Regions from separate parts of the Arachis hypogaea genome. Here region 2 is linked to region 1. A link is a contact called in public Hi-C data. All regions are on one chromosome and are shown on one strand. Each heading gives the region's core, a stretch centred on a gene start, on an enhancer-like site or on the middle of the called end of the contact. The rest is flanking DNA. Distances are from core to core; before and after follow the strand shown. Region 1 has its middle 19 kb from the start of LOC112763478. Region 2 overlaps LOC112723505.

Evidence for each region. Hi-C and Micro-C count contacts between places; a contact is called where the count stands out from the background.
Region 2: a contact with region 1 is called in a Hi-C map of an unstated tissue, with 4 times the contacts expected there. The contact joins two enhancer-like sites. A contact is called at or near these places in 3 of 8 Hi-C or Micro-C datasets (leaf and an unstated tissue).

The regions. Positions count from the first base shown.
Region 1 is chr2:31,438,713-31,443,340 of arahy.Tifrunner.gnm2.J5K5, forward strand. No RefSeq gene overlaps it. Among protein-coding and RNA genes, the nearest start is that of LOC112763478, 19 kb to the left of the region's middle. Within about 2 kb of position 2,344, at least 1 of the 3 cell types and tissues checked has open chromatin away from gene starts, as enhancers often do.
Region 2 is chr2:31,965,975-31,971,145 of arahy.Tifrunner.gnm2.J5K5, forward strand. LOC112723505 reads right to left here. Exons shown (of 18, transcript XM_072208507.1): 9 at 4,892-4,968; 10 at 4,514-4,580; 11 at 1,228-1,293; 12 at 510-617; 13 at 242-372. Among protein-coding and RNA genes, the nearest start is that of LOC112723505, 9.8 kb to the right of the region's middle. Within about 2 kb of position 2,372, at least 3 of the 3 cell types and tissues checked have open chromatin away from gene starts, as enhancers often do.

The DNA.
Region 1 (4,628 bases), core at 1,094-3,593:
GAAATGAATCCTTCTATAGTAACCAGTTAAAGGAGCTTTCGTCGAAGCATAGCCCTTGATGAACCATCTATAGTAACCGGTTAAGTTGAGAAATTCTCTCCAATGTTGTGTGTTCATAGGCTGCTACCAATCAACTATCGCCTGCACATTATCTCTCTCCATGTGCACTCCCTGCTCCGAAATTCTGTGGCCCAAATAATCAATTTTATTTGTTTCAAAAAGACATTTAGAGAGCTTTGCATATTGTGTTTCCTACTGCAACCGTTTTAATACTAACTCTAACAACTTAGCCCAAACAATTCGTCTAACAACTCATCAACTGTTAGGATTGGAAAGCTATCCTTCATTGTGATGTTGCTGAGAGCACGATAGTCAGTGCAAAATCTCCATGTACCACCCTTCTTCTTGACCAACAGGATTGGAGATGAGAAAGGGCTTTTACTTGGTTGAATAATTCCTTCATCCAACATTTGCTGCACCATCACTTTGATTTGCACCTTTTGGTTTTGCGAATACCTATAAGATCGAACATTAACCGGATTCAATCCTTGTATCAACTGTGATCATGTGCACGTTGCGGAGGTAGACCCGAGGGCTGTGCAAAGACTGGTGGATATGTATGTAACAAGAGAGCTAACTCTGGCTACAAATTTTCTGGCAGCTGCAGTGAGGAACTAGATTTCTCATCAGTGTTGCACACTTGCAAGGTGAATGGTTCAGTAATAGCATCAGTGCTTACCATTCTGCAAATGTGATGAAATTGTGCTTGTGAGGTAATCAGCGAATTTTCACCATACACAGCTACAAATTATCCATCATGCAAGAATCTGATGAAGGAGGCATCATAATCAACTATGTCCGCTCTAAGTTGCTTGAGCCAAGTTGTACTAATGACCATGTCCCCACCCGCAAGGTGTAACTCATAAACCTCTGGCATGTTGACTTTATAGTCCTGAATAATGCTGATTTCCATAGAAGGAATGCATCTTTCTACGCTCATTACTGTGAAATTTCCCATTATGACCTTGAAACCCGGAGCTTGTTCTATTGGCAGATTCAAAAACTTGGCAATCCTTGGCAAGATAAAGTTGTCCGAGCTGCACGCGTCAATAAATACTTGAATCTCCAACCCATTTATCAATGCCTTAATGCGAATTATAGCTGGACCTGAAGTCCCATGCATAGCATTATATGACAAATGATTCTTAACTACCTGTTGATCCAATTGCTGCATATCTCCTCAGGCGCTGGTTGTTCTTCACTAACACACTCCACATCACCTTCAAATTAGTACAGCATAAAGTGTCGATTCGGACATTTGTGGTTGGCTGACAATTTCTCATCGCACCAAAAGCAAAGGCCCTTCTTTCTTTTGCTTTGAATCTTTGCTGGTGACAACTCTTTTATGGGATTTCGGTTGGAGTTAGATGTAGGACATTGATTTGGTGTTGGTAACAAAGGTGGTAGGTTGTTCCGTAAAAGTGGTCTTTGTGGTGTGGTTGAAATTTGGTTGGTGAATTGTGGTCTGTAGTTGTTTGGGCCATGGGTTGATTTTGAAGGGTTTGCAAATTTGCCTTCATGAGAGAAGGTGGACATTGTGCTTTTACTTCCCTTTGTATCTCCTATTCCACACAACTAATGAAGCAGTCACGCAACACTTCTGGGGGTTCAATATTGGTACAATTCGCGAAATTTGGCAGTTCTTTAGGACGTTTGAAACTAAGGACATGTGAATGGTCGTTATACCAACTTGTTCTTCATGAGAGGGACTTGGAAAAAAAAAAAAACAAAATATTGATCTAGTTAAAATATCCAACCCAATGCATCTGGAGTTTGATCCATGGAGTGAAAGTTTACCCTTCGATGCGGTGGTACATTGCGGTAGTTGTAATTGGCATCGGAGTTCGATCCATGGAGCATCTCAGCAAAAGGGGAGTGATTGCAAGTATGTTCATTGAGGAGTTGTGTAATTGATCTCTGGATCGCCTCAAATTTCACATCCGCTGCCTCAGAGATCCGAGCTCTCTGAAAAAATCTCTTGATGTCAGCCTCTATCCCCTTCATTCTCATGTTCTCAACAACTGTCACGGCTAATGAAAGCACCAAATAGAAGGGTAAAAACGTAGGAATTATATTCAAGGCCAAAAACCGAGAACCATGCACATATCAACATAAAGTTCAGCAAGTGCAATGGAACAGTACAACTCAGAAAAAAAAAAAGGCAAACTCTTCCGTGTAGATAGGAAGATTTTATCTATATGTATAGATTAGTGTTGGCAATACTTAAATGTGACAAGTGTTGGTGGAGTGAGACATTTTCTGCATAAATTGCAGGGCATTGCAGGGTGTTGCAGTGATAGTACTTAACCGGTCACGTGCATTATGAAGTACCTTACTGAGATTAGCAATGTGTAACAATAATTAATAGTTAAGATCATTTTCATTATGCGTTTGGTAATATGGGTTCTTTTATGTTTTTATTGGATGAGAGCAATTAATTTTGGGCCTATTGCAAAAAAAGAGAGGCATATAAAAGTAGTACTAATTTAAGACCCAAAAACTAATACAAGGTGACCAAAATTAATGTTGGTCTTACTGTCGTAATAGTTTTTTAATAAAGTTTTTAAGCTGCAAACAACTACTTGATCTCATTTCTCACCTTTTAAATCTTATCACCTTTTTTCCACTAATAACATTATATTTCTATAGGTCAAATATCATATCAAAATTAAGTTGCATTATTAACATTAATGTTGCTAATAATTATATAACTTTTTTTTACTATTAATATTATGACTAACAATATTACTGTTGTTGTCGTGACTACAAATTTTGGATTAAGTGTTATCATTACTATAAATATATCGAAAAATATCAATTATAGGAAGAAGAATTTTAAAGCAGGGATAGATTTGTGTATTAAAATGTGCGGGCAATTACTTTGACTACACATGTAAAAATTTTTTGAGTAATATATGACAATAATAATTATTTGTCCCATTAAAATAATTAATTTGAGAGCACTCGAATTTTTTTAACTTCATTTTTACCATTAGATAGTTAACTTGAGCATGTCATTTTAGATATAAATTTTTGTGATCAATTCTTGAACTTAAAATAAAATTGATGTTCTTTATTTAAAATTGATTAACACCTGAAAGAATATTTTATCTATGAGTGTTTTCTTTTTTATAGTAAGTTTGAATTTTCTCATAACAACTACATTAGTTGAAACTTGAAAGAATTTTTCAGTTATAAATATTATAAACAGTGGGTTTCATAATCGTAAGAAAAATAATTTTTTACGTGATTATTTTATATTATATTATATATATATATATATATATATATATATATATATATATATAAAAAGAGAGATATTTAGTTGTATTCATATTTTAAAAGTTATTATTTTCTTAAATATGAAACTTACAATAATCGAATTCTAAAGTATATATTCTTATTTAAATTATTATTTTAATATTTTAATTTGTTAGTTACAGTATTTTAAAATTAATCATATTTTACAATACCATAATATAATTAAAAAAATTAAGTTTAATTTTTTTATTAGCCTTTACGATTTTATCAAATTTTCATTTAAGTCATTATAATTTAAAAATTTGTTATTATGTTAAATCCTTATATGAGATAAAAAAAAGTTTTCAGTTAGGATCTTTTTAACTTTTTTTTAAATATTTGTTTTTATATTTGATATACAATGAATTATAAAATTTTTTAAAAGCAAAATATTTTAGGATTAATGTACATTTTTTAAAGATACCTACTACGGATCCAATTAAACAATTTTTTTTTTTACTTAATATAATTATTTGATTCTAAATTCTTAAAATATAAGAACCTAACTAAAAATTATTAAATTATAAGAACTAACAAGTACTTAAACCAATAAATTATTAATATATTTTATATATTTTTATTTCAATCGTTAATTTTCTAGATCTGTCACTATTCTAAAGTCTCATGGTGAAGGTGGATAAATTGAAAATTTTATATCGTGGGACAAATATATAACATGTGACAGTAATAAAAATTTATTTATAAAATATCAAAATCGGTTGAATTAAATAATATAAAAATATTAATTATTGGATAATTTTTCATCTATTTGTTATATATATATATATATATATATATATATATAACTACTAATGTGACTATTAATTCCTTTTTTTATAACTTAAATACATAATAAATGTAAAATTAATTAACATAATAAAGAAATTATCTTTTAACCACGATGTTTTTTGTTCCACTTTCGAAATAGCAAGCATACTTTTTATAAAATTATATATGTTCCGAAAACTCTAGAAGAAAAAAAATATATACTAAACCCTTAATATTCCAATTATATAGTTTTCTATTTTTAATTAATTTTTATAATTTTATTAATTTTTAATTAGATTCTTATAACTTAAAAGTTTGTAACTAAATTTCTTAGACTAAATTTTTTAATTAGATATTTTTTAATTATAATTTATTTTTTAAAATACACTTTTCTTTTTTTTTTTCTTGGTTAATGGAAGGGACTTAAACTCAACAAAACACAAAATCATTGCACAGGAGTTCCATGCCTCTCCCTTTCAATTATGGGCCCATTATAATTG
Region 2 (5,171 bases), core at 1,122-3,621, 530 kb after region 1:
TGACAAAATTTTAAACTAGAGCAACCTTTTTTATTGTATGAAGACTTAGAAGTATGTAAACTAAGACCTAATTAAACTTTTTCATAATGTAAAAACTTGATTATAAACTTTTCAACTTTAGAGACATAATTTGAAATTAAATGAAACTATAGGAACTCTTGGAATAATCAAAAGTGTATTCTTTCAAGAGTGTTAGTTGATTATATTTTATTGGCCAATGTTACTAAACTAGAGCACATACTTGATCTGCTCCTTCTCTTTCTTCGTATGGGAGGTTTGATGAAGCCATGTATTCTCTAGAAAATGCATCCATGTATCAACAACATTTGATTCCCTTGTGTAAGAAGCAATTGATCGAATCATCTCATCTTCCTAATATCAAAAAACTTCATAACAGATTATCAAAAATATCAAAAGGGTTCATAACACATTATTGGCTTCTGAGTAGCCTTTAAAATTAGTTAACTTTCCTGTAGATGTCACCTTAAGCATGAAATAAAATTTTGTACCTTAGCCTTCAAATGTACAACAATTTCATTGCTTGCTTCATTGAATTGATCTCTTTCTTCTCTTGCATTGTGGAGGCGCATTCTAGCAGATAATAACAAGCTGTTGACCTGTAGTAGTAGGATTATGTAATTCAACCAAAATGTAACAGAAAGACGATATGTAAAATCATGTTAGCATTTTGTGATGCTGGGCTTCTATTGAAAGTGGAAATTATGTTCAATTAAACCTGATTGAAAAACCACGAATTATTTAGTGAACCGCTATAGGTTTGGAAGTGACACTGTGATTGAGTTTGGGTGAAAGTGAGTGTGCTGAACAGGAGTGCAGAAACCAGTGTAAACTTAAGCAATTGGTGGCTACTAATCTACTATTCCATCAGTGTAATTATCTGATAAGAGGAATAGTCTAAAATGGAATCTCCTCAAACTATCATCTACAAGAAAGAATGTTTCCTTTTCTAAAAGAGGGTTCAGAGATTCATGAATATGATTTCTTGGTAAGGAAGATCCAACAAGTATGCACTGTTATTGGTTATTATTCTTATTTGGTTGGTATTCTATTCCTAGCCTTAAATCTGTTAAATTTTACAAATCATGCCTGCAAGTTATAGATAGGAGAACAGTTACTCCCCAAAATTACATTTGCGTATATAAACACAATAGATTTTATATATTGTAATTGGAACAAGACAATTACGAGCAGGCAAAATAGAAAAACCTTTTTCAGTTTCTCTTCAAGTTCATCCTTTAGCTTCTCAAGTTCTTCAATCTCCATTGTTACTTCCTGCAAAAGGATAGTGATAATTACCTAGAAAGAAATGAGAAAATTTTATTTGCTTCATATATATATATATAGCAAATTTGGCCCAAAATGTAATTCTCATATATTACTAGTTGTATCACTTTTCTATAGTTCTATTGAACCTAGCATTGCTTACTAGCATTGTTAGAATAATGAAAATGAACTCTTCAATGTGAAAATTTTATATGATTTAGACGCGTAGATTTTCACATTTGATCAGGAAGGTTATGTATTATGCATTCTAGAAGACAATCTAATCAATAGTAAAAATCTTTTGAAAAGTATCCTTTAAAGTAGGGAGAATTTCAAAGGGATAAAGTAAGCGGTCAATTACCATTGAATTTGTAATTTTTATCATATGTGATACCTTGATTCAAGGGTGATTAGCCTTTCACTTTTTTCCTCTGCCAATATTTTCTCTTTAGAAGAATTTGATCCAAAATCTTCATATAAGGAAGTTATGTGAAATATTTACTCAAGAGAACCACAATAAGCTTGGATTGGCCAACATCTTCACTTTCGGATTACCACATCATAAGATCCCAATCTAGGTGTAATAATTTTTATGCCAACAGCCAAAATTGGCTCTACGCAAGGTCTAAGTCCAAATACTCTTCCCAAATGGATCCCAAGCCATCATCCTTCAACTCAATGCAAAAGTACAATATCCAAAGTTTGTTGAAATAAAACATGAAACCAAAGCACTTTGAGGCACAGGGTTTGGTGAACAATTTTTTTTTTTATTGTCTACGGTATTTTCCAACTCGACAGACTAAGAACTAATATGTCGCGAATCTAAGCTCCATTTAAGGGTCCTGCCATTAGCTAATGAGTTATTGTATGCACAAGACGGGATTCAAACCTCTGACACTTGTTTAAGCGGACAAATGAGCTGACCACTCGACTCATCCAAGTCTATTGTTTGGTGGACAATTTATCCAATTAAATATTCTTCAGCAAAGCATTTTTTTGTCACAAGTACACAACTCATACACAGTGTGGTGTTCCGTTTTTTTTTTTTTTTGGTCAGTATGGTGTTCTTAAATCACAACCCAATCTTAGTTAGAAAGTGAACCCTGGTGTAGCTTTTTAAGAGACAGTCAATTTGCTATCTGATCCAGGCCTCACTTGGATGCCAATCATGTTCAAATTGATCCATAGTCATGCTTCAAGTCCAAAATAGTCCTCCAAAAGCCCAAATCATAAGACCCAAATAGTCCTTGCCAAGAAAAACAAGATTACTTGTTTGGTAGGTACTAGTTTGGGTGTTTGCTAGCGTGCTAATAGAAAGTTGCCTAATTTACTAAAAAAAATAAAATTTAATATTTAATTTAACAAATATAAAAATAAATTATTTTTAAATATTTAAAACTTACCATAAAAAGTAATTTCGACAAATTCGACACCAAACTTATAGGCATCAAAGAATTTGCCACTAGTTTAAGGCAAGGGTAATTTGTTGATTGAAAAAGATCTAAGTATAGCATTCATTTTTATAAAGGGAAAGTATGAGGAGTTAATGAAATATTTGTACAATGTGTACAATGGAGGTTTATGGAGTATTAGAGATATAACCATTAGTGTTATCTTTTTTTCATCAGTTGAAACTTTTGGAATGAATGGTATCATAACATAGTATTAGAGCTCTATATCCAAAAGGTTAAGAGTTCGATTTTTGGTGAACCCAAAAATTAGTTTAAGCTTTTGAGAAGATGTTTATTATCCCTATTACTCGGATGATTATTCTAGATAGTACGAAGATGTTCATTTTGTAACTCATATAGTATTATAGTCCATTATGCACATTGTACAAATAAGCCATTGTCTTTCTAGCAGGACTCTTTTATAAATGATAGGAGCGGATTCATTGGAACATGTAGATTTGGGCTATCATTTGTATGGGGGCCTTAAATAGAATTTCATACTTTTTAACTTATTTCAGTATTTGCCCTTTCATGTGCTTTTCACTTATTTTGTATTCCATTATACAGATTTGGCATTCTTACATATCTTTTGTGGATTATTAATTTATTTCATTTAACCGCACTCTACTTGCAGACTTTTTTTGTGGTCGACGACGACTGAAGTAGGATTCATTGTCCAAATACTAGAGTTAACTCTTGAGTTTTTAAGGTATCCAAGGCCAAATTATAATTCAACAAAATAATTAGAGAAGAATAAAATAGGATCATTTGTATAATAAGTTGGTCAAATCAAAAGTTTTTTTCAAGTTAAACTTTCTTAAGAGTAAAAGATAAGAGAAAAATTACAAAAATAACATTTAAAAGTTATGTTCTTCAAGAATAATAATAACCTTATAAAAATTATTTGACATAAATTTTCTTTCAAAAATATCCCAATATTGTTTAAAGATAACAAAAGAAACCATGGAAATGGAAAAACACAAAATATCCCAACTACACATGTGAGAACCTAAAGCCATTAGGAATTGCAATACAAAAATGCTATGTGCACATAAAAAAAAATCACCCACTATGTATTTGTATATAAATAAATATATATAGTGTAGTCACAAAAAAAAATAAATATATATAGTGTTTAATTTATTTTAATATGTATTTTGTATTGCAACTTGTACTCTATAACTACTTTGATGACTACTTTTAGTGTATACGAAGTATAGTTGATTACAAAAACCTAATAAAACCATTGGATTGAATAAAAGAACTAATCTAACCTATCAAAATTAATGAACTGCAGCATTGCCCACAGCAAGGGTGACCAACGAATCTGCTCCCGTAGGTGATATACTAAAGAACTGCTAAAAGAATTCAAATCCTGGATTTTTGTTACTATTCGACCTTATTAACACAAGGCCACTCTATATTTTTGGGTTTGTGACCTAACCTACTACTCAAGGAAAGTACTTTCGATATCCCTCTAGATACATCTGATATAACGGGAAAGTGTTTTTGATGAAAACTCCCAGTCTCTTCTTCATTGTATCTACATAAATATATGTACTAGAAAATTTTGACCGCAATTAAAGCGCATTTAATGCGTGCTTTAGGAGTGACTGTAACAATTTATTTCCATTCATAATAATTAGAGATTACATTTAAGAGGGAAAAAAAAAGCAAGAAGTGGTTATGATTTCTCGTGGAACAAAATACACATTATAATATGTTCCAAGAACATGTAAATTTGTACAAACATTTGGTGGGTTTTAGGGGTAGTGTACCTTCTCAATTTGGTCAACTTCCTTTGTCTTAGTTAGCCGAAAATTAAGTGCTTCTTCTTTTTGAGATCTGGTATTGAACAAAAATATACAACAAAATTAAGAAAAAAAAGTCATTACAAATTTTAGTCAAGTAAACAATCTGATATTTCTACAATAAATTTCAACTCGCCAAAAGTAAGTCAGATGCATAAGTGTCCAATGTTCCATTGTTAAAATTTAATTTGTATCCTGCTAAATAGAGCTATTACACAAAGTATTTAACATCTTTGCATGAAACTCAATCAAGGGACAAATTTTGTGTTTTCAGTGTGTAACATAGGATAAGATACTTCATTTTTTAAAAACTTATAGAAAACTCAAAATAACTATTTTTAGCACCTGTTTTCTGAAATGCGATTTTGAGCTTTTGTTGCAGAATTTGCAAGAGACTCTGATAAGATTTTCAATTTATCAATCTGCAAATTATTCAATCACACATCATCAACCACAAAAAATGTAGTACTAGATGCAAAAAATAACATATCAAGCATATAAAAGAATCGTGACTACATGCGAAAACAATTTGGCATTTCAAAACATACAAAAATCAAACTGTCTTGCTATACATAATTAAAAATAAAATTAAACTTACCTATTATATATGGAGATTCCAAAGTTT